2 separate regions of the Rattus norvegicus genome follow, and region 1 is linked to region 2. A link is a contact called in public Hi-C data. All regions are on one chromosome and are shown on one strand. The core of a region is the stretch at or near the end of the contact, and the rest is flanking DNA. Distances in the headings are between cores, read along the strand shown. Region 1 overlaps Galnt7 (polypeptide N-acetylgalactosaminyltransferase 7). Region 2 holds the start of Galnt7 (polypeptide N-acetylgalactosaminyltransferase 7).

Region 1 (3,051 bases), core at 301-2,800, 86 kb before region 2:
GAACTGAGGACTTTAGGTTGTATGACTTGCCCAGTCAAAGTTAACAATGGAAGTGGTTTTAAGAGTGAATCCTTCAGTTCTAGCTTTAAAGTTCTTTCCCTTAGGCCATAAGTTTCCTCACCATCACTTACAAGTACATGCTTATAAAGCAAATAGGAAAATAACTTATGCATTTTCACCCAGACAGAAGGAATGCTTAGCTACTAACAAAAATGACGGCCACACAGCCTGGAGGATTTCTGCCTGCTTTGAACGGTCGAGGACATTAAATATGTTTAAAAAAACCCTTAGGAATGCTAAACTGTGTTTTTTTGGGATAGCTTCCTTCAGAGTTTCTCTCTTTTTTTTTTTTTTAAAGAAAAACATACTCAGACAGATGTGTCCAGTTAATGATCTGAAATCTCAAACCACAGTCAAAAAAAAAAAAATCTGGCAGTGAGTCCTAGGCCAGGACATATGTTCTTGTATATTTCTTCAAAACTCCCTGGGAAAGAAAAGAAAAGAAAAAAGAACACTTCACAGTGCAAGCCATATGTTTATAGCTATATTGGACTCTCGTTTCACATATGAGCTTGCATATGATATTCTAATTTTATAGAAATGCCAGCTTATCAAACACCAATATACTTGAGCTAAAACAGCAACCACTAAGAGAGTGAAGGATCGACACCCTGTAGACCGTGCCCAGATGTGTGGGTTGGCGTCTCCAAGCTAGTTAATTAATGTAGGCTTTGCTCATTCTGTGAGGGATTTCAGGCACCTCACAAAGACAGAGAATGGACATCCCGGAAGTTAAAAACAGAAGGAATGGAGAAGGAAAGAGGGTAGAGAGAGAAGCAAGAGTGCAATGTATAAGGTGCTTCGCAGAGTGTGAAGGGTCTGACGCACTGCTCACGAAGAACACACCGACGACAGAGCCCGCCTGCATTCTGCTGACGGGTACACCCTTACTTTCTAGATACGTCTTATGAGTCTGCCATGCAGAATTTTTCTAGCAGTAGAACCTCATCAAATCTATGTTTAAGAAACCCATTGTTCAGCTGAAGTAAACTATTCTTGGCTTGAGGTCCAGATGGGAGTTATTTATTTTATTTTATTTTTTTATTTTATTAAACACCGGGTCTTATGCTAGATGCATACGGTAATGAGTTTCACTGGGCTCTGCTTAGATGAAGCCTTCAGTGGCAACAGTGGCAATGTGCCAAGCGCAAGCCATTACAAACAGTTGTGCAGAGAACAGGTTGAGAGCTGAAGTTCAGCACAGATTTGAAGATCACACTTTGCAAACATTCCCTCAGATGTTTATTGAGTCATCTTCCGCTCCACATTTCTTCACTCGGTGAGTGGCGATACGCCTTCATGGTGCTCTAATTACAATAAGGAACTCGCCTCCACCATATGGAGGGCTGGCATTTCCAAAAGCACATTTCAACTCTGTTAATGACTGAAGAAGAGGTAGGCACTCGCAGGGTAGCGTGGTAACATCGGGTTGGTGTTACTGGATACTTTCCAGACAGAATCGTTAGATATCGAAGACTCTGCAGTGCCTTGCTGTGGAGTCTTACATCACGACTCATACTCTACTGCAAACGAAGGAGGCACAGCACCCAGACTCTACTGTAAAGTTGAGAGAGGTTGAGAAGAGCACATAATACAGCTAGCATTTATTACCTCCCTGGCCAGTTGGCTTTGGCAGCTGATGTGACTATGTCAACCATGCTCAGTGATTTCGGTCATTGGAAGCATTAGGGTCCAGGTAGTTCATTTAACATGTAGTGTAACGGACATACAGGGAATAGTTAGTAAAGAAGAGGAGACTAATAATCCTATTTCAAGAAATTGTGAGTCTACTTCTTTTCTGGCATAAGAGAATCTTTACTGCCCCCGCCCCCAATGCCCCCAATTCACCCTGAGATAAGGCTGGCCTCGAACTCCTGCTCCAACTGCCTCCATGGGTCAGGAGGGTGGTGCTAGGGACTGACCGGGGTTGTTGTGCGGCAGGTAACACTCTACTACAGTACATCTCTACTTCCCATCTTCTTTTCTGGTGCAATGGTGCAGTACTTTTACAGAATGCCCTCTGAAACTCATTAAGACTGAGCTGCTGCAGCGCTTGCCTAGCAAGCACAAGGCCCTGGGTTCGGTCCCCAGCTCCGAAAAAAAAAAAGAAAAGAAAAAAAAAAAAGAAAAGAAGACTGAGCTGCTGCTAGGTATCAGGCAGTGCATTTCATGCATGGTGGACTCAGGTTCTATGAACCGGGAGCATATGTATGTAAATTTTCATCCCGAAGAAGGCAGATGCCAGGAAGGCTCAAACCCAAGATTTTGGAAAACATTCTAGTTCATGTTCCTTGAAAAACCTCACGAGGAACCCAAGAACTTAACACATTTCAACATCTCAAGAAGGCCTCTGCCACTTGGGAAAATGGGCCATGAACTTTCACCTTCTTCTCAAAGTCCTCCAAGAATTTTGAGTTGATCAGCCAATGTGTGAAGGAGGTTGTTGTCAAACAGGAAGGAATAAGAGAAAAGGCAAGACAATTCCATTCTGTATGACATCATTGCCACGTGCAAACTGGATGTGGACAGCAGGAGGGAGGGGATGGAGGGGAGGGGGAGAAGGAGAGGGAGAGGGAGAGGGAAAGACTCCAGAATTGAAAACTACTATGGAGGAAAGGCCAGTTCTCTGGCCTGGACACTCAGAGATCTGTTCTACTGAGATGACTAGCAATGAACACAAAGACCGAGTCATCACAGCATTTCTGCAACAGTGGGGAGCTAGGAATGGTTCCGAATGTCCCAAAATAAAGGACCAGAAAAATGAATTGTGGCCATCCAGGAGTTGGAATGACTAGCACACAGATAAGAAAATAGTGCTTCAGGAAACCAACCAAAACAAATATTTAAAGACACATAAAATGTGTCCTGGAATTTATTTATCAATTAATCGTTGCCACCTAACTTCACTGTTTTGTTTTTTTTTAAGATTTGTTTACTTTTTGTATGTGAGTACACTGTCACTCTCTTCAGACACAGCAGAAGAGGGCATCG
Region 2 (3,066 bases), core at 469-2,968:
AATGTATTCAAAAAAATTCACTCCAAACACAGTGAAAAGGAAAAATTGTTTCAATTTAGACAATTAAGGTTGGACTCCAATTCAGTAAAGCCAGCCTCAGGTACTGCAATTTACAGATTAAGTTGTGTCGTAAGCCTTATTCTTGGAAGGTCATCACAAGCCTTTGCCCCCTCAACTTCTTGACGCTAACTTTCCAAAAGTAAAGTTGGCGTGATCGTGATCGTGATCGTGATCGTGTAGATGCAACTCTGATTTTGCAAAAGGCACTTTCTTAGAGATTCCTCCCACGGCTACCCAGATCCTGTGTCCGGAACTCCTAGTGTCTTCCACTCCCTTCTAAGTCTAAACTGGACTCGAGCCTGTGGGCTTGGAGGGCTCAGAGGATGAGGAACTCGAGGCGGGTGTAACGGTTCGCCATGCTGAGGGTGGGGGCTGGGGGTCAAGCTGGGGAAGTAGGAGCGGAGCAGTTCGCGCCGCCAACTGCCCGGTGAGCGTAGCACAGTGGCCGGATCCCGGTAACTAAAGTTCCGAGCAGCCTGACTAAACCCTCAAAGCCAGGCACTGTCAAGGCTAACGCCAAGCGCCGAGGGCGGCAGACGGATGCGTCCCAGCGGAGCGCGCCTCTCGGCGTCAAGCTGATGGAGCAGGCAGCGAGGGGCGGCCAGGAGCCGGCACAAGTTAGGTCCTCGGCTGGAGCAGCTCAGCTAGGGCCCGGGGAGGGCGGACAGCTCTCGATCCGCAGGACGAGGCAGCGTAGTGGGCGGGCGGGCGGACGGGATCCCCAGCGTCCGGGTGCGGGGACGCCGATGCGGGTGGGGACGCGTCTCTCACCCTGTCCGGGAATCGAAGGGACAGGGATGCGGGGCGAGGCCTCTGCAACACGTCGCACCCGGCTCCTGGCCACGGGAGTTGCGGGGAGGCGGCGCCGTGGGCTGGAGCCCGAGGCGAGCAGGCTGGGGGCGCCCCCCCGGCGAGCACCCGGACTGGGCGGGACCACAGGAGAGGCTGGACCGCAGGGCCTGCTCCACCGGACCACAGCGGCGGCGCCGGCATCTCGCCTCCTTCAGGCCTGCACGCGCCACAGGCCGCAGTTCGGACCAACCCCGCGCCCGCCCGCCGCTAGCGCGGGGGTCGCAGCTCCGAGTGGGACATCGACCAGCCTCGGCTCCCCGGAGCCGACTCTGTCCCGCGATTGCGCCCCGGTAGTCGCGGCGTTTGAGCGGCCGCCTAGCCGCCTGGTCGCCGCCGCGGCGGCAGCGGCAGCGGCAGCAGCAGCAGTAGCGCGGGTGACGGCGCTGAACCCGGGGCGGGGACGCGCGGGAGGAAGGGGCGGCCAGGGGGCGGCCGGCAGCGGCCGAGGGGTACCCGCGGCGTAGGGCTAGGCGCCCCCGATCGGCCGGCGCCGGGCCAGCGCCACCTGCGGAGCTGCGGCGCCCACGCGGCCGCGACCCCGCCGCCCCTCGCTCCCGCCACACACGCGCGCGCAAACAAAACAAGTTGCAGGTCGCCGCTGCCGGAGGGGGCCAGGCGGGTCACTCACCCTCATCCTGCTCAGTGGGCTCGGGTCGTCGGGTCGCGAGGACAGGGAAGACCAGAGGACCACGAGCCCCAGGAAGCTTCCCACCACCAGCAAACTGCGTAAGATGAACCCGATCTTCAGCCTCATCTTCCTCCGGCGGCGAGAGACACACAGCCGGGCGCAGCCGCCGCCACCGCTCTCCCCTCCCTCCTTCCTCCTCCCCCGGCCCTCCTCCTCCTCCTCCTTTTCCCCCCTCCCGGATCACTACGCCCGCCGCCCTCCCCACCGCCTGCCCTCTCCAGCTCCAGATCCGGAACTCCCCTCGGCTTTACCTTCCCCTGGCTCGCCCCTCCGCCCCCTCCCTGCGCCTGCCTCTGCGCTGCGCTGCCGCACCCCCCTCCCCTCCGGCGGGCCTCCGCAGAGCTCCGACCGGCCGGAGTGTGTAGCTCCCTAGGCTTCCTTTCTCTCTACCTGCCCGCTCTAGCTCCGCAGTCCCCCCTCTCTCCACCCGCGACCCCGAGAACCCCCCTGCGAGTCCCTAGTAACCTTGGAACTAACTTAACATTTTCCCCCAGGTCTGGTCTTAGCCTCTCTCTAGGCTCCGCTTCCTAAAGCCTGCAGATCCCCAAACTTTTATTGTAATTATGGATCAAAACTCTGTCCTTGATGCCCGTGCCCTCTCTGGATGCTGCCACCCGTCCCCCCTCAAGTGGACCTGCAGCCACCCTGCTGCTCTGCCCTTCCCGACGCCCACTGCCCAATCACCCCAGCCAGAGGCTTGCAGAAAGGAAACCAGGAAGTCAGCCACCGCTGCTGCAGCAGTAGCTCCACGTGGCTGATTTATAGCTGGATTTTTTTTTTAATCTTTTTTTTTCACAGGGCTCCTTAAGGAGGTGGATTTGTAATCGAAAGGCCCAGGTGAGATGTGCAAACACCACAGAACTAAAAGAGGACTCACGTGGAAAGACAGTATTACCTTTCCTCTTGAGCTTAGAAAGCTAAGTCGACTAACTAACTCACCATACCATCCTTGTTGATGGAGTTGTAAGTTCCTACTCTGGGGAAAGTGGATTTTAAAATGTTACACACATGCATCGTTGCTTCTCTCACAGCTGATTTTTCCAGGAAAGGATATTGGCAAATGTTTAGCTACACGCCTCTCCCTTGTACATTGTGCCAAAGATGTCAATCACTTTAAATCACAGTCTACAGTGTGTGCCATACTCCTAAACTACTCAATTTGTCGAACAAATGCTTTTCGGTAGCAAGCTTAAGGATGGTGTAAATTGGCCTTTTCTAATCCTAACATTGCCTTGTCTGCATGCATTTTGCTTTAAGAACGAGTGAAACTTGCTTAAGTCTACCTGAGAGTGACCAACATTCTATATACTGTTGTTCAGGTGCGTTTTTCTATTGAGAAGATGGCAAGCTATGACTATGAGCACAGCTGGGCACATAAACAGCTGAGAAGTGGCTCTCGTCACTGAAGTGATGTGAGCCACCCAACTGCTGTCACTATTCTAAGACGACCCTGCCACCCCAACTTG

The links. Hi-C and Micro-C count contacts between places; a contact is called where the count stands out from the background.
Region 1: a contact with region 2 is called in a Hi-C map of the A7r5 cell line, with 3 times the contacts expected there. The contact joins the enhancer-like site here to the promoter of Galnt7 in region 2. A contact is called at or near these places in 7 of 12 Hi-C or Micro-C datasets (the A7r5 cell line, the Rat2 cell line, Schwann cells and 4 more) and 1 of 1 datasets of contacts at active chromatin or transcription factors (oligodendrocytes).

Annotation. Positions count from the first base shown.
Region 1 is chr16:37,673,925-37,676,975 of GRCr8, reverse strand. The region is part of intron 2 of Galnt7 (polypeptide N-acetylgalactosaminyltransferase 7); the gene reads right to left. Among named protein-coding and RNA genes, the nearest start is that of Hmgb2, 48 kb to the left of the region's middle. Within about 2 kb of position 1,550, at least 14 of the 93 cell types and tissues checked have an H3K27ac peak or open chromatin away from gene starts, as enhancers often do. A contact at or near this core is called in the A7r5 cell line and prefrontal cortex, where this site is marked.
Region 2 is chr16:37,588,074-37,591,139 of GRCr8, reverse strand. Galnt7 (polypeptide N-acetylgalactosaminyltransferase 7) reads right to left here and starts at 1,718. Exons shown (of 12, transcript NM_022926.2): 1 at 1,541-1,718. The coding sequence starts at 1,666.